Regions from separate parts of the Sus scrofa genome. Here region 1 is linked to region 2. A link is a contact called in public Hi-C data. All regions are on one chromosome and are shown on one strand. Each heading gives the region's core, a stretch centred on a gene start, on an enhancer-like site or on the middle of the called end of the contact. The rest is flanking DNA. Distances are from core to core; before and after follow the strand shown.

The links. Hi-C and Micro-C count contacts between places; a contact is called where the count stands out from the background.
Region 1: a contact with region 2 is called in a Hi-C map of omental adipose tissue, with 4 times the contacts expected there. The contact joins the promoter of ANTXR1 here to the enhancer-like site in region 2. A contact is called at or near these places in 5 of 5 promoter capture datasets (fetal liver, fetal skeletal muscle, liver and 1 more), 22 of 47 Hi-C or Micro-C datasets (adipocytes, adipose tissue, brain and 13 more) and 2 of 2 datasets of contacts at active chromatin or transcription factors (alveolar macrophages and skeletal muscle).

What each region holds. Positions count from the first base shown.
Region 1 is chr3:73,394,763-73,401,431 of Sscrofa11.1, reverse strand. ANTXR1 (anthrax toxin receptor 1) reads left to right here and starts at 3,053. Exons shown (of 18, transcript XM_003125066.6): 1 at 3,053-3,612. The coding sequence starts at 3,461.
Region 2 is chr3:73,088,352-73,094,736 of Sscrofa11.1, reverse strand. No RefSeq gene overlaps it. Among named protein-coding and RNA genes, the nearest start is that of GFPT1, 63 kb to the right of the region's middle. Within about 2 kb of position 2,501, at least 2 of the 83 cell types and tissues checked have an H3K27ac peak or open chromatin away from gene starts, as enhancers often do. A contact at or near this core is called in omental adipose tissue, where this site is marked.

The sequences.
Region 1 (6,669 bases), core at 1,804-4,303, 310 kb before region 2:
ACCTAAGAGGTCCCTAGAGCATGAGGATGAGAGAAAACATTCCTAATCCTCCATGACCTCTCCTCTTCCCCAAATTTCTTTCCAATTCAAGTCCCTTTCTATTCTTTGCCAATCCTGTCACCCACAAGTATTTCCTCCATTGTGATTTTCTATCTCATATTCCTTTCCCTCCTAATCAGTTTCCCCTGGTTTTTCTGCTTTCGCCTACAAACTCACTTTCTGTAGATTTTCCTCACCTTCTCTTTCATCAGAGAGCTGCAATGGGACCAGAGTGGGATTTCAGTCCTTTGGGTGAGGGGGAAGGTATGAAAAAAAAAAAAAAGACTTGGACAAGTTAGAGAATTTTATTTTATTTTATTTTTGTTTTTTAGGGCCATACCCATAGCATATGGAAGTTTCCCAGGCTTGGGGTCGAATCAGAGCTACAGCCGCCAGCCTACACCACAGCTCACATCAATGCCAGATCCTTAACCCACTGAGTGAGGCCAGGGATCAAACGCACATTCTCAAGGATCCTAGCTGGGTTTGTTACCACTGAGCTTCAATGGGAACTTCAAGTTAGAGTATTTTAATCTCTCCCCAGTTACTTTTTTCTGAGAGCTGTTATTCCCAAAGTATGGGTGTCAACAGACATTAAAAAAAAAAAAGTGTTTCATGGTCAAGTAAGCCTGGGAAATACAGTTAGACAAGTTTGTCCCTAAAGATGGTCTCAAATTTTTAACATGGTAATAGGTATTTATTAGTTGTCTATTATTGCATAACAAATTTCCTTCAAAATTAAAGGCTCAAAATATAAATACATATATTCATTCTCTCATAATTTCTGTGGGTCAGGAATCTGGGATTGGCTTAGCTGAGAGGTTCTGACTTGGAGTTTCTCATAAGGTTACAGTCAAGATGTCAACCAGGACTGCAGTCATCTGAAGGCTTGACTGGGGCCAGAGGATCCACCTCCAAGACACTCACATGCCTGGCAAATTGATGCTGGCATCAGCAGGGGGTCTCAGTGTCTCACTACATGGACTTCTCCATAGGGGCACCCATGACAGGGCAAACTCATGACATGGCATTGGGCTCCCCAGAGAAAGTGATTCAGGAGAGCAATAATTGAAGTATTATTATAGAAGTATAATTGATTTACAATGTTGTACTAGCTTCAAGTGTATAGCAAAGTGACATAGATAGATATTCTTTTTCAGATTCTATTCCATCATGTTTTATTACAATATAGTGAATATAGTTCCCTGTACTCTACAGCAGGACTTTGTTGTTTATCTCTTTAATATGCAGTAGTGTGTATCTGCTAATCCCAAACTCCTCATTTGTCCTTTCCCCCCACTTTCCCCTTTGGTAACCATAATTTTGTTTTCTATGTCTGTGAGTCTGTTTCTTTTCCATGAAAAAGTTCATGAGTATCTTATTTTAGATTCCACATATAAGTGATATCATGATATTTGTTTTTCTCTGTCTGACTTAACTTCATTTAGTATGATAGTTGCTAGGTCCATCCATGTTGCTGCAAATGGCATTATTTCATAATTTTTTGTGGCTTAGTAATATTCCATTGTAATATATACCACATCTCCTTTATCCATTCATCTGTTGATGGACACTTAGGTTGCTTCCATGTCTTGGCTATAGTAAACAGTGCTGCTGTGAATACTTGGGTCATACATCTCAATATCACAAAAAAACAACCCAATCAAAAAATGGGCAGAAGACCTCAATAGACATTTCTCCAAAAAAGGCATATAGCTGGCCAACAAGCACATGAAAGTATGCTCAACATCACTAATTATTAAAGAAACATAAACCAAAACTACAATGAGGTACCACCTCACACTGGCCAGAATGACCATCATTAAGAAGTCCACACCTAATAAATGCTGGAGAGGGTGTGGATAAAAGGGAACCCTCCTACACTGTTGGTGGGTATGTCAATAGGTACAGCCACTATGGAAAACAGTATGGAGGTTCCTTACAAAACTAAATATAGAGTTGCCATATGATCTTGAAATCCCACTCCTGGGCATATATCTGGAGAAAACTTACTCAAAAAGATACATGCACAATGTCTGTTAAGACCTAGTCTCAGAAGCCACACATCATCATTTCTGCAGTATCATTAATTACACACAGATCAGTCTCATTTTGTGTAGGAGGGGAGGTGTGAATACTGGGAGATAGGAACTTGAGACAGGCTAGTGCAATGTATTATGGATCGCCAAAATTTAGAGACTCTCAGGTGGGGTGGTGGGGGGAAGATGAGTGTCTGGAGAAATAATCCTGGAAAACAGAGCATGAGGGTGTACTGAGGATTCCCATAGAGGAAGACACATGGAACTAAAATTGAGTTCCTGCGAGGAACTCACAGCCCACTATAAGGAGGATCCTTCGCTTTAGGAAGGCTAGCACAGGGCTTCCTGGCCAGGCTCAAACTGCTTGGAAGCTTCACCTTCTTGTAAGCTGTTTACGTCCTCTTCCCTAAATCAAAGATTGGGTGAAAAAATTATTAAAGTTCACAGGCTGAAAAGAACTTATCCCAGAATTCCTAAAATCTGGAGTCTGAGGCCATGTAGCATGCTTAATTCTTCCATGTTGGCAAAAGCCTTCTGTTTTCAGCCACATGACCACACCCCAGCAGTCTCTTTTATGATCTGCGATAAGTGTACAGTAAGGTCACTTGGATGATTCAGATAACAAAGGCCCCTTCTTCTCCACTCCTTTGCCCAACATCTTGTTTGCAAAGGTCCCAGCCTGGGGTCAGAGCCCTAGTGCTTGGAGTAGGTTCTCATCAAATGTTTACAGTGACCTTATCAGCGGACATAGGACAAATAAGGAAAGGGCAAGAACAAAAAGGCTAGTGAGTGAGAAAGAACTAGGCATGAGGAAGAGGTCATGGAGAGTGAAAGGGAAGATGCCTGAGAAAGAGGAAGAATATGAAAACGTGCACAGCCACGCTCCCTTGAACACCAAAGAGTGCTTTCACCGCCCTTGACCACAAGGTGGCACCCTTTGAACTTCCTTCCGCCATCAAAATAAGAAAGGGGGTAGAGAGGAGGGAGAAAAGCACTCCCCCAAGCAAGAACAATTTGAAAACCCACCCCATAATATTTAAAATCTGGGACAAAGAACCATCCGGACGCAACTGCTTCAACTGCAAAACCTCAGCGCTGCCTCCGGAGCGGCCCGTCGGCCAGAGTCAGGAGCAGCCCCTTTAAAAAAGCGGAGTACAGTATTGGGATTCTTGAAACCTGAAACCTAGAAACAGAATCGAAGCGGAAACCAGAAGGAAAACCTTGAACTCCTCCAGACAATTGCTTCCGGGGAGTTTCGGGAGAGCGAGGGGGAATAAAGGGCCCGAGAGGAGGGCCCCTCGGATGGCGCGCCCCTGAGGGTCCTGGCGACTTAGAGGAGCGTGGGAAGGAGAGGACCCTACCCTCTCCCTGGGCTGCAGGACATGGCCACCGTGGAGCAGAAAGCTCTGGGCATTGGCTTCAAGTGTCTCTCTTTGGCCACTTTTGTGCTCATCTGCGCCGGGCAAGGGGGACGCAGGGAAGAAGGGGGTCCAGCCTGCTACGGGGGATTTGACCTGTACTTCATTTTGGACAAGTAAGTGCCACGAGTTGTTCCAATCTAGGCTAAGCCGATGATGCTTTCTCCCCGGGCTGGGCTCCTCGGCAGGGTCGCTTTAGGACAGGCGCGCATCTCCAGGGACCGAGAGCGGCCGCGGGAGGTGGCGGTGGCCTCAGCGCTGCGCCTTTGTCGCCGCTGGAGCGCGCTTCCCCATCCTCCCCCGCTGCCTGAGCCCGCAGGGCAGGCTTGTATGCGGGACAACTTCTGTGCTTTGCTTTTTGCGACCGAGGCGCCTGAGTTTGAGGATAGGAGTGAGAGTATGCTGTAGACCTATTGCGTTTCTCTGAACGCTTTCCGTTTGCTTTAGAAACCTTGGTGAGAAAAGCTTGCTTACGGGAGGTAGAACTTTAAGGTACTTCTAAAGTAAGAGGCTTTTCAAAACCAATCATCTCCTTTTGAAAAACTTTGCCTTACATATTGCTTTGCTTTTGTTCCTAATAATATAATGCAGGCTGACTGCTCGGTTAGTGAAAATATAAAGGGAATTTCTCCCTTCAGCAGCATTCCTCCCTTCAGAGGCTGGGAAATTCTTTGTTGTGGGCACGTCCTGTGTTGCAGGGTTTTCGGCAGCATCCCTGGCCTCTCTCCGCTAGGTGCTGGTAATACCCCCCGCCAGAACCCCCCACCCCGCTGCCCCCACCGATCTCTCCGTGGTGACAACCAAAAGTGTCTCCAGACGTTGCCGAAAGTCCCCTGCAGCTATATTCCTCCGCCCTCTGGGCTTGAGAAACCCTGATGTTGGCAAATTCAAGTTCTGGCGATTTGACTGGTGGGCTACCAGGGAGGAGCAGGAGCCCTGGTTTCTTTCTGAAAATGGATTCGGCTTCAGGGCTGTGTTCAAGGGAGATCTGAACTCTGACCAATGAAACACTTTCCCAAGCCCCCTTAGATTTGCCAAGCCAGTCATTCACAGAGGTTGCATACTATACACTCAAACCCAGTGTTAACAATAAAAAGCCCCTCAGAGAAGTTCGGAGCTCAGGAAAACTGTGTGTGAGCTCCCCAGTGCCAGGACAGGCGCTTGCTGCTACAGTGGTGGGGAGATGAATTTCACAGACTGGAAAGTATTTGGGAGTTGGAAAAAGAGTCCTGCAAAATAAGCTGGCCAGCTAGACACCAAATGTGCTTTGCAGTTGCCCCTGGAGTTTGATTTTTTTCCATAAAGGCTGTTTTGAACTCCAGATTCTTTGGATGAAAAGTGAGATCTCTTTCTTGCAGATTTATGAGAAGGTGGATACTGAAAATATCCTCCAATGCTAAGAAATGGAATTTCTCTTCTTTCTGCTAGTGGCTACGGCTCACAGAGTCAGAGACTGTGTCTGAAAATAGTCAGAGATGTCCATTATGGTGCTTTAAAAAAAAAAAAAGAAAGAAAGAAAAGCCAGTTCAGAAGGACATAGAGGAAGACTTAAATAAATGGACAGAAACACCATGTTCCTGAATGGAATAATTCCAGACTATAGAGATAGCAACTCTTCCCAAATTAATTTATAAGTTAAGCTTTAAAGTCAGAGTTCTGAAAGAGTTTATCTTGGAGGTGAGAGGGGTTTAGCAAAATGATTCTAAGGTTTATCTTAGAGAAAAGAGCAGGCAAGAAAGAGCTGAAACATTTTGGGAAAAGAATAATGAAGAAGTACTTATATGTCGAAGTATTAAAATGTATTGTAAGACAAATTGATAAAAACAGGATGGGAAAAGCCATAGAATGGGTGGACAGGATAGAAAATCTAGAAACAGATCCAAGGATGTGTAAGCATTTAGCAGAAGTTCAAATGAGGAATGAATTCATTATTTTTAAAAATGATTCTTGGACAAGAGGTTGGTAACATGCCAAAGAAAAAGGTTACATTTCTACTTTAACCTCTCACCCCCAATGCCAAAATAAATTCCAAGAGGACTGAAAATTTAAGGGTTTAAAATGAAATGATGAAAGACCTAGAAGAAAATTTAGATGGATATGACTATAATCTTAAATTTAGAGCTTTTAAAACAGGGTAGAAACATACAGAAACTACCAAAAATTTAAATATATTACAAGCTTACACTTCTATCAGTGGAAGAAATGCCATAACTAAAAGATAACAAGTTACAAAAACTTTTGCAACATAAATTCACCTCTGCAGAGTGACCTTAATGTATAATAAGCAGTTTTTGAAAAGCTCTTTCCAATAGAAAATAGGCTTACTATATAAATAATTCACCAAAAAAATGAAAGTCAATAAACAAACAAAAAAGTGTAACTTCACTAGTAATCCAAGAAATGGAAAAAGTCAAACAAGATATAATTTATATTAAGTTGGCAAAGATTTTTAAAGACATAATATTTCGTATTGGCCAACTTGTGGGAGGCAGGCATTGTCATATCTTCCTAAGGAAAATCTAAATTCCTACTGGCTTTCTAGACTTGTGCCGTTCAACAGAACTTTCTGTGATAATGGAAATGTTCTTTATCTGTGCTTCCAAGATGGTATCGACTAGCCATAAGTGCCTGTTGGAAAGGTGTCTAGTGGAATTGAGGAAATGAACTTTCTGTCTTATCTAACTTTAATTAATTTAAATTTAAATAGCCACATGTGGCTATCAGATTAGATAGCAGAGACAAGAAAGTAATTTGGCAACAGGGATCTAAGGAAAAACCCAAGATAGTCAGAAAGAAGTGCCTCTAGAGGTATGTTCCTGACAGTACTCTTTATCACAATAAAGCTGAAAATGACCTAAGTGTCCATCCAGAGGGGACTTCATAAATAAGGCATGATATACGCACAATATTGTGTATGCATGTTATGCATAGTTACAAGATATTTTTTGAAGAAATAATACTCATAATATATATACTCTTATGTGAAAATACAATCACAGAACATTTTACACTATGATTCTACTTTTGTAAAAAGTCTAAACATACATGCGTATATGTCTCCATTTACTCAATATGTAATAGTATTTGTCCCAAGAGCATACGATTTTTTAATTGTTTTTACACTTTTCTGAATTTTCAAGTTTTTCTACCATAAACATATGTTATAGTCATCA
Region 2 (6,385 bases), core at 1,252-3,751:
ATCCAGTGATTCCTGAGGCCTGATCTACTCCCCTGCCTTTCCAATTAACATGATCCAGTAAAGTCCCTTTTGTGCTTCAATTCAAGAGAGTAGGATTTTCCATTACTAGTCACCAAATGGGTCCTTGTACAATACTGGAGCTTGTTAAGGCTTCACAGATGCCTGGTTGTGGGCTCACCCCTCAGGCAATGGCAACAGGACACATGGTTGACTGGGAAGGCTGCAAGTGGTCTGAAGAGGCAGAGAAGTTAGGGAAGTGGAGTCACGTTTTGTCACGCTCGTGACCTAAATTGCAATGGCAGTCTATACCTCTGGATGCTCCGTATAGGCTGGTCCCATAAAGTTTAGATCCATGAAAAGCCTGTGTCACACTGTCATACTGCAGGTTGATTTCTCTTCCACTAGCCACCGCTCACCCTTGCCCTTCGAGATAGCAGTCCTTAACACTTAGTTTTGAAGTGCATTGGGTGCCTGAAAACAGCCTCGCAAAATAATAAAATTCTACTCGAGTCCAAATGGCTCAAACTAACAACACACAAAGCGAAGAGGCCCCTGTAGAGTGAGGATTATTAAATATGAAGTATGTTTGTCAGGAAAAACCTTTGTTTGTATAAACAGTAGACGCACCACCATGGTAACCCTGCTTGGTTTGCAGCCCATAGAGGCCTCCCGGCCAAATTCCCACCTCCTTTTTCACTGCTAGCCTACATTTTTTGAAAAACATCTCCAGCCAAAATTCCATGATCTGCCTGCTTGGTTTCCAGGCTCAGAAAATATCATTTAAAAAGTGGTGGGGAACTGGATGAAACCATGGCCAAAGTTTCTAAATGAAGGCTCATTTCACACACACACACACACACACACACACATAGATGCATTTTGTTTGCCAACTACAGTATGCTTTTCCTTTTTTATGAAACCCAAGTTTCCTTGGGCCCCACAAGCCTGCAGGGCCGTAAAATAGCATTAACATGTGGCCCACTGTGACCATCTTCACGCTGGGCTTTTCTCCCACCTGCTCACAGAGCATCCTAGGGGTACACTGAGATGCACCCCTGAACAGAGCTATCGAGAGAAGAGGCACAGCGCAGCCTAGCCTGCGGTGGTGTCCCTGTCACCTCTGCATTCTCCCCAGAAGTCAAGGCACTTGGTGGGATGTAGTGAAGCTGTGGAGGAGTCCTCACTTCCCTCGGTGTTCTGCTCAAGGAATAAGCACCAAACCAAGCTGTTGGGCCCATTAACTGGCTTGTTGACAAGTTTAGCATTAGAGGCCCTTGCCATCCGAATGGGTTGGCATCCAATCAGGGTTCTTGGCTTTCCTTAGAAATTGCTAAGAGGCCAGACAAGAAACACAGGCAAGGCTTTATTCAGGGCCCTGCTGCAACGAGGTGGTGGGGGACAGAGGGAAAACAAGTGACGTCCCTTGCTCATCCCTGGAGGCAGGGGCAAGCTGGTTCCTTACATGGGGTACAGGTGGGCCCAGGGGTCAGGCTAGAGGGGTAGCTTAGGTGGTTTGCCCACCTCTTTGACCAGGGTGTGTGGGGGGGACACGCATAGTCCCCTGCTTTTTCTCCCAGCTCTTCAGAAGTGGCAGTTGGGACTGATACAGGTTATTGGAAAAGGCCAATGGGAGAAAACCACCTCTTTCTGGAGCCCACATTGGTACCCACCCACCCTCCTATTTTTAAGGGCTAAAAATCCCTATAAGACAATAGAGAGGGAGTTCCCGTCGTGGCTCAGTGGTTAACAAATCCAACTAGGAACCATGAGGTTGCGGGTTGGATCCCTGGCCTTGCTCAGTGAGTTAAGGATCTGGCGTTTCTGTGAGCTGTGGTGTAGGCCGGTGGCTACAGCTCTGATTCAACCCCTAGCCTGGGAACCTCCATATGCCGCGGGAGCCGCCCAAGAAATGGCAAAAAGACAAAAAAAAAAAAAAAAAAAAAAAAAAAAAAGACAATAAAGAGAGGGGCTCTCCTCCCCGCTCCCAGCTGTCCTGGGAGCTATTTGTTTTTCTGTAGTAAAGACTTTGTTTGCTTGCTTGCTTGCTATTAAAAAAAAAAGTGGCAATTGGGTTTTTTAGGTATTTTTGTGTCTTGTTGTCCATAATTTGCCCCAACTGTGCATGCAGTTATTTTTAGTCCCATATAGTTTCTTTGTATTTTGTTGCTTGAAGAGATGTTTGTCTAGGTGCAAACACTGCAGCAAAGGGTCCCAGGTCCCAGCCTGTCTCATGAAGACCTCAGCCATATATCCAAGGGCCAGTCCAAGTGGTGGCTCCTGGCTTGTCTCAGGATACCCTGCCCTCCAGCTGCTGAGGTCAGAGGCATCCAGTCTAACCCACAGGAGGCTGCTCAGTTCACCTGAATAGGCCTCTGGGGGGCCCCACCCACCCACTTAGACAAGTATGAACACGTTTGACCCACTTACACCCAAGCGGGGATCTCCAATCCCCCCAACAAGAGGGACAGAAGAGAAGGCAGCAGTGACAGCCACCCTTTTCCATCTGCCCGCCTGAGGTCGACAGTCTGGGCCCAAGTACCAGGGAAAGGATTGCTCTACTCCAGGAGAAAAGTAAATTGACATCAGATTATTTTCCAACAGCTTTTTCCCACTTTTTAACATCTGCCACATTGCATTCCACATTCCAGTTTTCGAAAGGACAGGGGTATTAATAACATAAAAGAAAAGTGAAATTAACTGGAATCAAGAACTTTATTATTTTCAAGTGTATAAAGCATGAGATTTATTGCCGAGCAGCGAGAATGGCTTTTACCTGAAATGTCCCCCTTGAAACCAGGAAACCAGACCCACAGAGACATAGTGACGTTGCAACACATAGAGTTTAAGTTGTTTATTAAGTCTGGTCAAATGTGGGATTTCTCTTTCTTTCTTTTTTAAATCTGGTTTGCTATAGTTTCACTTACCTTTTAAAGTTCTTCATAGAGAATATGTGATACTTTCTCTTACCTCCTTCCCATTCACATTTCTTAAGTTTCACCCTCCATATGTTACATGTATTACATACGTTACTTATATTACAGGCTTAAAAGTACTTTTATAGACATTTTCTCAGGTAATAAGTGTTTAAGAGCTTCAAGGCCCCAGTTCACTATCTTTTTCGATCTCAAATCGGCCTTCAATTCACACATTTCCATCTCAGCCAGGGTATGTGGGAGCCAGAAAAAGACTTTAGAGAAAGGCGAATTGGCTCATCCTAGTGTGTTTCAATCCAAGCATCACACCAAGAAAAGGATGTCTCTGCTTAGCTCGGCTCCAACTGGTGGCGAGAATAGAGGAGCTAAATAATTTTTTGTATAAACCAGGCCTTTTACATTATTACTTCCTTCCCAATATTGTAAGTATTTGAACAACTCTATGAATGTTTGATACCAGTTCCAATGGGGGAGGGGGGAGGGCAGTCCCCTCCCCACCTAGCAATCAACTCAATTCTGACACTGCCTATCCAGAAAGGGCATCAGAGGCCACAGGCTAAGGCCTCATTCCCACAAGACTGTCCTCCACTTCAGATGCCAATCACAAATCCAGGTTATCAACCTGTGCTTCTGACAGACTGGCTATAAATCAGAGATTCCCATCATCCGCACCCCTAACTTGGGTTCAATTAAATTGCTAGAGCATCTCACAGAGCTCAGGAAACCTGTTTACTCACTAAATTACTGGCTTATTCCAAAAGACATTAAAGAATATGAATCAACAGCCAGAGAGAAGAGATGCACGGGGTGAGGCACAGAGTCTTCATGCTTTCCCAGCCCTTCCTTCCATGTGTTCATCAACCCAGAAGCTCTCCAAACACTGTCCTTTTCGATGTATATGGAGGCTTCATCACACAGGCATAGTTGATTTGACTCAATGGTCACTGCTGATTGATTCAACTTCCAGCCCCCTCACCCCTTCCTAGAAATCAGAGGATGGGACTGAAAGTTCTAAACTTCTAATCATGTGGTTGGTTCCCTTGGCAACTAACCCCATCCCTAGTGACCCAGGAGCTTTCCAAAAGTTACTTAACATCAAAAGCATCTTTATGATGCTCATCACTCAAGCAATTCCAAGGGGGTTAGGAGTTCTGTGCCAGAAACTAAAGAACAAATATATATTTCTTATTATACATCACAATACCACAATATGCAAGGTCCTTTTTCTCTTATTAATTCATTCAGATTCAGATCTGCAGGGGTACACCGTGCTCCCTCTCATACCGTGGTCCAAAGGGTAGACATGAGTAGGTCAGCCCATGAATATAGAGAGATAAATGGTGACTGAACACTGCAATGAATGTTTTCCTCCAGGGAGACAGAGAACCATGGCTCATACACACTCTTGCCTGAGGCTATACCTGGACACAATGACGCTATGAGATCTAAAGATGATGTTTCTCAACATGTGGATCTTGGCTACTCGTATCCAGATTATCTTTGGTGATTGTTAGAAATGCAGGTTCCTGGGCTGCAACTCCACCCCCTGAATCCTAGTCTCTGCTGTTGACCTGAGCATCTGCACTTTTTAATTGAGACTGCTCAAGCACATTAAAATTTAAGAGCTACTTCCTCAAGGCCTAAAAAGAGGCATAATAGTCTCTCTTGGTAAAACTGGACTGGGAAACAGGGATGACCAGATCCCAAACAGGTCCTTTAGGAGTTAAAGTTGTGCACATTTAAGCCCCAAATTCTACTTGATGGCAAAGATTTCAAACCATGAACACAGAAAGCAATTCTGAACTGGTAGTCTTAGGCACCTCACAGAATTAAATGCAAAACCTCTCTGAAGGAATACACCTTCATCCTAGGCTTCAAAGTAATTCTCTGAGGAACTCACAGTTGAAGTGAACAAACCACACAAAGAAACAAGCCATCAGGAATGAATGCCAGCAGAAACAACAGACTGTCCAGATACCTGAAATATCAGGCATAGACTTAAAAATAACTCTGTATATTGTGTTTAAAGAAGTAAAAGACAAAGACGAAAAAAGCTTCAAGGAAGAGAAAATGGTGACCAAGGTTGAAAAATAACCAAAAAGAACTTCTAAGGCAACACAAAATGTGTGTATGTACAAAATCACCGAAATTTAAAAGTCAGTGGATTGACTGTCATCAGGCACAAAAAGAAATTTCTAGGGAAATAAAAACATTCTACAACTGGAATGAGGTGACTGTTGCACAACACTATAAATTCACAAAAACATATGGAATTCCACACTGAAAATGGATAAAATTTACGGTTTATAAAGTATTCCTTAATAGAGCTGGTTTTTTAAAAAATCCTCAAAGAATTACTTTCAAAACAAACTAGAGACAGCTAAGAGTAAACTAGACCAGAAGACAGATGAGAAGAAATTATTTGGAATGATTCACAGAGAGACAAAAGATGAAAAATATGCCTGGCAGGTTAAAAGGCATGGAGGATAGGGTGAGATGGTCTAACTTATGTCCAGTCAAGGTACCAGAAGGAAATGAGAGGCTAAATGGAGAAGGAACAACATTCAAAGAGTTACTAGATGAAATTTTTCCAATTCAAAATCCATGAAGTCAAGCTCAGTGAATCTCAACCAGGATAAGCAAAAAGAAATCCACACTTAGAAACAACAGAACAAAGCTGCAGACCACCGAAACTGAGGAGGGGATCCTAAAAAGCACCTTAGAGAAACAGTAGATTCTTTTTAAGAACAATAGCTGATCTCCTCAGCCACAATGGAAGCAAGGAGATTATGTGTTAAAAGAAAATAACTGCCAACCTAGAATTCTATGCCCAGCAAAATAAAGATGGATTCACACAAGCAAAATCAGAAAGCATCCGCCTCCAGCAGTGCATCACCAAAGGAAATCCAAAGGAAGCAATCCCAGACACAGCCATGATAAGCAAGAACGAATAAAGAACATAGATAAATCTAAAGGAACAATGACATGACAATATAAAAGAATAATAATTTTTGTCATTAAATAACATAATTGAAATATATGTAATAATAACGTTAGTAAGGAGTGGAGAAACAAAATTAAAATTTCCAAAGATCCTTCCATAGTCTGGGAGAATAAAGTAGATTAATTTCAGACTTTGATATGCTATAGATGAACACTGTGACTTCTACAGTAACCCCTAAAAGAACAGAAACAGAGTATAACATCCAAACAGAAGTGAAAAAAATAAGATGGATGAAAAAAGAATTTAACCCAGAGAAGGGTCAAAAAAAGGAGAGAAAAAGAAACACAGGACTAGGAGGCGAAAGAGAAGGTACAAAACAATGCTAGGTATTAACCTATATGAAAGTAAATTCATTTTTAAATGTAAATTGCTCAACTTAAAAGTCAAATGGAGTTCCCTTATGGTGCAGCAGGTTAAGGAACTAGGGTTGTTACTATAGCAGCTCAGG